2 separate regions of the Danio rerio genome follow, and region 2 is linked to region 1. A link is a contact called in public Micro-C data. All regions are on one chromosome and are shown on one strand. The core of a region is the stretch at or near the end of the contact, and the rest is flanking DNA. Distances in the headings are between cores, read along the strand shown.

Evidence for each region. Hi-C and Micro-C count contacts between places; a contact is called where the count stands out from the background.
Region 2: a Micro-C map of caudal fin shows a contact between it and region 1, with 4 times the contacts expected there. The contact joins two enhancer-like sites. A contact is called at or near these places in 1 of 18 Hi-C or Micro-C datasets (caudal fin) and 1 of 4 datasets of contacts at active chromatin or transcription factors (caudal fin).

What each region holds. Positions count from the first base shown.
Region 1 is chr13:33,696,012-33,700,935 of GRCz12tu, reverse strand. No RefSeq gene overlaps it. Among named protein-coding and RNA genes, the nearest start is that of rps24, 77 kb to the right of the region's middle. Within about 2 kb of position 2,250, at least 10 of the 62 cell types and tissues checked have an H3K27ac peak or open chromatin away from gene starts, as enhancers often do. A contact at or near this core is called in caudal fin, where this site is marked.
Region 2 is chr13:33,841,695-33,846,618 of GRCz12tu, reverse strand. It overlaps a transcript of zmiz1a not described here. Among named protein-coding and RNA genes, the nearest start is that of zmiz1a, 57 kb to the left of the region's middle. Within about 2 kb of position 1,923, at least 20 of the 62 cell types and tissues checked have an H3K27ac peak or open chromatin away from gene starts, as enhancers often do. A contact at or near this core is called in caudal fin, where this site is marked.

The DNA of each region.
Region 1 (4,924 bases), core at 1,001-3,500:
ACAGGGGATCCCAATTCACTTCCCGGGTATGGTCCGCTCTCTGTAAAAATCTAAATATTAATGTTAGTCTTACCTCAGGGTACCATCCTCAATCCAACGGCCAAACTGAACGTATGAATCAAGAAGTCATTCGATTTCTACGTTCCTACTGTCATCAGCAACAGCACGACTGGAGTCGCTATCTGATGTGGGCAGAATATGCACAAAATTCATTAATAAAGCCAGCCACGGGTATTACGCCATTCAAATGTATTCTTGGCTACCAACCACCCCTGTTTCCATGGTCCGGAGAACCCACTGAGTTACCTGCTGTCACGGATTGGCTGCAGCGGAGTGAGGATGTCTGGAACCAGGCTCACAGACATCTCATGAGGGCAGTCAGGAGGAGAGAGATTCAGGCGAACCGTCACCGACGCCAGGGACCCACGTATCAACCGGGGCAGTGGGTGTGGTTGTCGACACGAGACCTTCGTCTGAGATTGCCCTGCCGCAAACTCAGTCCCAGGTATGTAGGGCCATTCAAAATTGTACGCCAGATTACTCCAGTGTCTTTTCACTTAGCCTTGCCTAATCATTATCGTATTTCTCCTACTTTCCACATGTCATTACTCAAACCCGCTGGTGGTCCACGAGAGGAGGCGGTTGAGGAGGAATCGGAAACCAGGACCCCTCCACCTGTCATGATCGAGGGCGAGGAAGCTTACCTCGTTCGAGAAGTGCTGGACTCTCGACGTCGGGGTGGCGCCCTCCAATATCTGGTGGACTGGGAAGGGTACGGTCCAGAGGAACGGTCCTGGGTGAATGCTAGAGATATTCTAGACCCAACTCTCACGGAAGAGTTTCATCAAAGGTTCCCAGAGAAACCAGCCCCCCGACAGCGCGGTAGACCCCGGCGTCAGGTGCCTTCTCGCTTCAGGAGCCGCTCGCAGGAGGGGGGTTCTGTTGTAAATGAGGGCGATGCCAACCCTCTTGTGCACCACCAGAGGGAACCATCGCCAGAATTCTGATTCGACTCACGGACTCAAAATCCCATAAGCCCTGCTACCTGGCACTGATTACGGTCCAGGTGCAACTCATCAGCTCTCGTGTATATATACCACACTCACGCTCCGGTTCGTTGCGAAGTCTTGATTTGCCTGGCTGTCATTTCTGAGCGTTCCATACTCCCTGCTTCGGACTGATCTGTGTTTCTGACCCTGTGCTTGTTCTACGATTACGAAAGACATCTGCCTGCCTCTGATCTCCAGCCTGTTATTCTGACCAGTAAGATATCTGCCTGCCTTTGAACTTGTGCCTGTCCCACGGTCTGTCTCCTGGATTGCCCCTTTGTGTTTGTTTGTATGTGTGCTCTTAATAAAGCTTGCAAATGGATTCAATGCCTTCTGACTCATCACAACAGTATGTTAGAAACCGGTAAACCGAATATGTTAGAAACCGATACTATGAACAATGATGATACAAATATGATACTAGTACAAATACTATGAATGTCAATATTTACCGGTTTCCAACAATTTTCAAAATAACTTATTTAGATTTTAAAAGAAAAAAGGAACTAAAACAGGCTGTGAAAAGTAAAGGATGAGTATATGATGATTGTCAGTTTTGGGTGAACTATCCGTTTATGTAACATCATTGTTCACCTTTAACAGAAGATGTTTTCTTTTCTTCAAGATAGCAATAATCAAATGATAGCGCTAGTGATCTAAACAATTTTATATTGATCCACATAACCTTTTTAAGTCTATTGATTGTTGGTTCTTAAATCAGACATTCTCTAACCTCTCAGAGGCACGGCGTTTTGACATTGAAAGCTTTTCTAACAAACCTTGACATTCATCTTTTACATTTCACTTTAAATCATTGATGTTGGTAATTGCTAGCCAATACACAACAAATGATCCCATGTTTGGATTACACAATGTTGAAGTGAAAATAAAGTTGGCATTTAAATGTGTTCACTGCGTGTTGCATAAACGCAGCATCCCTTACATCACTTGATCATGCAATAAGTGCATTAGGACTTTCAATTGCTGCATAAAACGCAGTCCGGGGCTGCATTGCGGGGGAAATGAGCCTCCTTCTCAGGAAATAAATGAAGCCCTTGTGTGAGAATGACCAGCATTTTCTCAGAGCCTTTAGATGTGTATCGTATTACTGGAGAACTGGCATGAGCAGACAGGTTGAGACTGAGAAATACCTTCCTGTTCATGACATCATGTAGCAGAGAACTTCAGAGGGCAAGGGCTTGAGTTTAGGCATGCAGTATCTGTATTTGTGATTCATAAGGGAAATGAGAGGAGGGCCGCGGGCTATGTATACATGCTACTTTGATTTTGGATTTCCATCTCTCCCTGTGGTCGCTGAGGCAGGGTGACACTGGATGGAAATGTTTGATGCAATAGTCTCTCGCTGTTTTATTCCCTCTGCTCAAACATTTGAATAAAATGACCATGGCTATTTGAATAAATGGAATGTGTAGTACAACTCTGATTCTTAGGAAAAACTGCTCAGTTGTTACAAAGTGTTACCTTATTGTATCTGTACTGTATTGTATCTCCAAGTAAGCCAATACTTCCTCCAGTACCCCTTAAAAAGGAAGCATGATGTCCCTGATCACAATACATTGCAGGAATACACCTGACAAATTGTCTGCATGCGTGAGTGTGTATTTGAACTGATCTGGCCACACCTACAGCTGGAAGTTAATGTGGAATTTGAAAAGGAATGGCAAGCCACACTAATATGCATGTCTGTAGGCAACATTTCAGTCTATATACAGTTTGTAAACTGTTAATGCACTTCATATATATATATATATATATATATATATATATATATATATATATATATATATATATATATATATATATATATATATATACACACAGTTGAAGTCAGAATTATTAGCCTCCCTGTTTATTTTTTCCCCAAGTTTTTTTCAACACATTTCTAAACATAATAGTTTTAATAACATATATCTAATAGCTGATTTATTTTATCTTTGCCATGATGACAGTAAATAATATTTGACTAGATATTTTCCAAGACACTTCTATACAGCTTAAAATGACGTTTAAAGGCTTAACTTGGTTAATTAGGTTAACTATAGGCAGGTTAGGGTAATTAGGCAAGTTATTGTATAATGATGGTTTGTTGTGTAGACTATCAAGAAAAAAATATTTAGCTTAAAGGGGCTAATAATTTTGACCCTAAATGAATTTTTAAAAATTTATTCTAGCCAAAATAAAACAATTAAGACTTTCTCCGAAACAAAAAATATTATCCGACATTGATCAGTGAACATTTCCTTGCTCTGTTAAACATTATAAAAATTCTGATTCAACTTTATAAGACCATTAGGAATGAAATTTAAGACTTATGAAGGGCTAAACACCAAGGATTTTTTCTAATGGGTCGGTTACTTCTGTAAATAGTTTTTGTGTTATTGGAAGATCATGTAAAGGGATGTGTTGCTTTAGTTTTCTTTCCCTGCTTAGGGAATTTATTTTAGAGAATTTGCTGTAAATTTAATCTAACAGATCTAACAAATGTTGTAAATTGTATCTCTTTGCAATAAAAACTTGGACATAGGAAAATTAAGACCTGTTTAACATGATTTAAGACCTACAACACAATATTAAAGTGAATTTAAGACTTTTTAAGGTTTACGCATTTTAAATATTAAATGCAGATTTATAATATCATTGTATATAAAAAAAATTTGAAGAGTTCTTATTTTAATAATTAATTTATGATTTGAGTAAAATGTGTTATTCTAGAAACTACCGATGACATTTCTTTACATTTAAAAAAAAATGCTGTCATTTATAGCTTTTTGTGCATAAAATATCAAAAAGATGCTATGTTTTTACACATCACAACACTAATGTTTTAACTTCAGAAAAGTTACAAAATAAATATTTGCATATTTGAATACAGTTTGAATATCTGAAGAGTTTCATTCACAACAATTGAACACATCTGTTAATGTGACAAACTGCTCTTTTTTGGGAAAACGTAAAATTTGAAAGAAATGTTAGCCACCTTTTATAAAGGAAAACTTTTAACACAATTTTAACATTTTATTCAAACCCATACTGAAACCAATTAATCCAGAGACACAAATGTTCCTATTTTCAAATTATATTTCAATGTTATTGTTTATAAGTGTATATTTGCAAAGATATATACATTTTTAAAGATACAGAACATTTTTATTGTGATGTCCAAAATAAATATAAACATGTCTTAAACCATGACATCGTTTTGATATTTTATGCACAAAAAGCTATAAATGATGGCATTTTCTATTTTAAATCGGGAAGAAATGTCATCAGTAGCTTATAGAATAAACCATTTTATTCAATCAAATTTTACATTCTGTCTTGACAAAGTTTTCTTGTATAATTGAAAAACAGTTTCAACCCCACTTCAAATTCAACTCAAGCTCATTTCCATTCAAAAGAATATCTCAATTCCAATCTGAATTACAGCCAACACTAAAACGGAACTTAAACAAATTCTGACTTGTTTCTGAACACGCCAAAGGCCTCAACAACGATGGAAAAGTTCAACCAACATCAATATAACTTGATAAAACAAACGCGATAACCTTGAGACAGAAGTCCTGGACTCTGCCTTGTGAGTCCAGGCATGTTTCACAAGCACAACAAGTGGGCGCTTCAATTGGGCAATTAGAAGACGAGTGGCATGAAAACATGCTAATGAAGTTAATCCTTCAAAGCAGTGATGGCTCTCAGGCACTGATGACAGGGATGCTAATGCCTCCCACTGACTGGGTTGGGGGAGACGTGCTGTACAAAAGACTGTTCTGCAGTCTTCGAGATTGTGTCATTGTGTGGGTTGAAATTAACTTGCACTCAATTCCCAATGAGGGTGGTCTTCCCTCTGTACACGGCTC
Region 2 (4,924 bases), core at 674-3,173, 150 kb before region 1:
TAGGAAATAAATTAGGAAATTACCCATGGCAACTTTAATGTAATATAGTTTGTCCCTTTGACCCCCGTTTGGCCAAAACGCCATAATGATATTTAGTTTTTGGCCCTTCATATAAAAAGTTTGGGCACCCCTGATCCAGATAAAACATTTTGGATTACCGAAGCGGAACTGTGAATGTGAGTACAGAATAACTCTGTGTACAATAGTATCCTTCAGTAAATTGAACGGCCACTTCTGCAGCGCCACAGCCTCTATCGACTAATAGACTCTCCAGGGTACTAATGCCCAACCAGAAACACGACTGATTCAGATGGAAGTGCTATACACCTTACACCTTAAGGCTGATTTACACTTCTGCATTAAGCACGCATGTACTGTATGCTCCTACTCCCCCTTCGCGTGGTCGAACAGCACTCACCGTGGCTGGCGGAGAATCGCACCTCTCAAAAAAAATTTAACTACATGTCCCAACAACGCATAGCGCAAACTCTGTAATTGGTCAGCTTGATAGCTGTAACTGGTGTGGGTGGGCCAGAGAGCCACGCAAACCCATTGGAGCGATTGTTTACGAGTGCTGAGTCACCTGAAATAGCTCTAGATGGAAACTGTTTTAATTAATGTTGCACGTCCGCCGGTTCCTGCCTTCGAACCAGCGAGTTTTAGCTACTTGTAAATTAAGGTAGTGTTCAGAAAAAGAAAAAAAAAATCCACGAAGAAACACGACACAGAGAAACATAAAAATGTACTGCCAGCTAGCGTTTCGGAAGTTACAGAACACAGAGGACACAAACAACACGTAGAAGTTTAAATGCACGACTAAGTGCAAGGTAGGCACCGTGGGTCACACCGATCACTTGACACTGTAGTATAAACCAGCCTTTAGACAACAAAAATAAAATAAAATACACAAAAATACAAGAAGTTATGTCATAAAATGTCTTGTTTGATATACAGTAATATCCCTCTCTCAAGAAGTCTCCCACTGATTCTTAGTCGCTTCCAAATGAGAATTGTATTCAGGAACTGCAGTATTACGCTTACAAAATCAAGAAAAAAAATAAAATAAAGTGAATTCGATGATAGAACAAATCATCAATTGGGGTCTGATTTTAATTCATTCTGAGTAGCTACCACTTACGGGAACAAAAATCACAGTGTATTAACCCTTCACAAAAAACGCAAGCAGAAACATATCTGCATCAGCTCAGCCAAATGGAGTTTGAAAATACCAGAAACAAATCTAATATTGTGCCATATTTTAATAATCCCTACACAAGTTTCAAACCAATTGTATCACCTACTATTTAGTATGTGATTTTGGATGCAGCAATGGAGTTTTACACATTGGCCCTACCCATTGTTAAACATCTCTGATCTTAATCTCCACATCAAATATGTTTTGATTGGCTGTGTTGCATTTTTGCATACAGTGTGGACAGACATATTTCTTTGTTAGACATATTTGCAGTTAGAAACTATGCTACTAGTCTTTTTCATTAACAGACATATTGTTGGCACTTTTACAGCTGCTAACTGTGGCCTCTGGATACAGTGACACCTGAGGCTTTGTGTGTATGTTTTGCACAGGAGTGAAATGGCAAGGGGAGTTCAGGAAATAAGGGAGTTCCTGTTAGCCGAGGAGTGTTGGGTAAGAGAGAGGCCTCACGCCACTGAGACTCGGATAACAGAGCAGCGCATTACTGCTTAACCTAGATAAACTCTTTAAAAAGTCCTATAATACCGGAATGATGAATTTGATAGGTCCACGCAGGAGCTAAATATAAGTGTTATACATTTATGTGTAATTATTGGTATCTCGGGGCCTGTAAACCAACTTTAATGGCCTTAAAGCAGCAGTGTGTAATTTCTGTGCCACTAGCGGCACCGAACGGGGCTATATAATGACTGTTTAACTGTTTCCAAGGCAGGCTTCCTGAACCTTCCTTCAGTCCTCCATTGTTCTGACAAACAGGAACTTACCACTGAAGCTCACTCCATTGGTTGATCAAGAAGCAGACATGCTCAAACACAGATAGTATTTCATCTGCAATGCTACATATGTGTAACTGTCTTTCCACACTAAACCAGGTCAGTATAAAAAATTGGAATCAATTTAATCATAATACAGCAGTTTTAGATGGTTAAAAGTTTTGCTTAAGAACAGGGTTTTCTTGTATTTGAAAATGCATGCATTTTTTTTCAATACAAAGTTTTAAGTCAGTAATAAAAAAAAAATCAGCAATTAGTTTAAATTAAATTAAATTAAAAGTATTCCACAAAAATATTAAGCAACCCTCAACTTCTGTTTTTAACACTGACAATAATAAGAAATGTATGTGTGTGCTTAAAATATATTTAACTACAAAATAAACTCAACGGCCAATTTATTAGTACCGGGTTGAACCCACTTTTGCATTCAGAATTGTCTTAATTCTTTGTGGTATAGATTCAACAAGGTACTGCAAATATTCCTCAGAGATTTTAGTCTATATTGGCATGACAGCATCACGCAGTCACTGCAGATTTGTTGGGTGTACATCTATTATGCGAATCTCCCGTTCCACCACATTCCAAAAGTCTATTTCTCAACAGAAATGGACACTCATCAGTACAGGCAATGTTTTTCCAATCTTCTATTGTCCAGTTTTGGTGAGCCCGTGTGAACTGTAGCCTCAGTTTCCAGTTCTTAGCTGACAGGAGTGGCACCCGTTGTGGTCTTCTGCTGCTGTACCCATTCGCCTCAAGGTTGGATGTGTTGTGCGTTCAGAGATGCTCTTCTGCATACCTCGGTTGTAACGAGTGGTTATTTGAGTTTCTGTTGCCTTTCTATCAGCTCAAACCAGTCTGGCCATTCTCCTCTGACTTCTGGCATCAACAAGGCATTTGCACCCACAGAACTGCCACTCACTGGATATTTTCTCTTTTTCGGACCACCCTAGAGATGGTTGTGCATGAAATCCCAAAGGATCAGCAGTTTCTGAAATACTCAGACAACCCGTCTGAAACTAAAAACCACGTCATGTTCAAAGTCACTTAAATCACCTTTCTTCCCCATTCTGATGCTCAGTTCGTCTTTACGATGTCTACATGCCTAAATGCGTTGAGTCGCTGCCTTGTGATTGGCTATTTAGTAATTTGCGTTAAAGGGAAGTTGAACAGGTGTACCTAATAAAGTGGTTGATAAGCGTATAAACAATATACCTGTGAATACACTATAATCTATATCATACATATTTAATTTTTTCTACAAAACTGGATATATCCACATAACACAAATATAAAACAATAGTAATCAATAATTTTAGATAAGTCTTATATAAAAAATCTGCATATTAAAATAAAAACAGCCTTCAAATGGCATCCCAAATGCTGAGCAAAGGTAAGCATACTTTAGAGTGATTTTTTTTAGAAGTTGACTGTTGTCCTAGCCTGCCCAGAACATCAAAGCCAGTCATTACATAAAGTGTCTGAAAAGCAGTCTCTCTCTCTCTCTCTCTCTCTCTCTCTCTCTCTCTCTCTCTCTCTCTATCTCTATCTCTCTCTCTCTCCCTCATCTTAATGAGGCTCCGACTTCAGCAAAATGATGTTTCAGATATCACCTGACAGGGCAGTCCCCAAACACCCTGTTGAATCTGCATGCAATGACAGAACCACTCAAGTTTACACAAGTCAAGCAAAAGTGTTATATCCGGGCCTCTTAACAGGATTTGAATCTTATAACCAAGTAAGTGAGGATGTCTGCCCTGTCTTGTTCAGTTGTTAATCATTTTTTGTACTGCTGGAGAGGTCTAAGTACATACCTCCAGTTTGGGTCACGTCGCATCTACATCTGGCTGTTGAAACTTGTCTGGGCACTCAGGTCACAGCCTGGAGCGTCTAAAGTAGACACATCAACAAAATCGGACTTTTTCCATGTTTAAGTGCTATATTTGGGTCCCTGGTGCATCTACCAACTAATAAAATTGCAAAAAGGACTTTGTTTTAGTAAGCAGGTCTCTGCAAGCATGCAAAATAACAAGCTGCTCAGATTTCACTTCCCTTATGATGTAGGAAGGGGATCTTATTATATATAATCGTCCCTTAATGTACATATTTTCATCCATGGTGCCACTGCAGCAGTCACTTTTGATTACTCTCTTTAGCAGCTATAGGTTCTACAATAGCTGCACTAGAAAACAAAAACACCACAAATGTTCAGTTGTAGGATGTCCAAATGAACATGTCTGTCTCCACTGAGGACACAGTGTTGAAATAAAGGAAATGTACTGAAGCATGTCGGCAAAGTGTTACACTATATATATATTAGGGGTGTCAACCTAGTGCACACTGGTCTCACAGTTCGGTTATGATTATTATGCCATCGATTCTATTCAATTCAATATCAGGTACATTGACGATGCTTTCCATCCACAATTAGATTTTGTTCTTTATAACACAATACATTTTTTTAAATTAAAATCTATAAATCTGTTTATATATTATTTGTAATACAATTTTGGCCTTTACTACTAGTGAGATATATAAACTGCATCTTTATTTTACCTGCTCAATAAAAACACTCTTTTTGAATGTTTTAAACAAAACTCAAATTCATGCATATAAGACAACATGATCATTTCTAGAAAATAAACTGATGTAAACATTATCCCACTTGCTTTTTAAGCGCTGTTGAGGGAGTTCTTACACTCCTATGATGGGTCATTCTCTTCACCCGCTCAACAGAAACGGCTGCGATTATAAATGATGTCAGTGCATAATAACCAGTTATAATCTATTACTGAACCGATACTGAATGGTCCACATCTATATATAGTCAGTTGCCAGTCTGCTTCAACAATGCTCGTTTCGATGCTGTTTCTGAAGTACGAGTCTTAATTTGCTTGTTAATATGTGATGCTAATTTGACTAAAGTTAGCATTGGCTA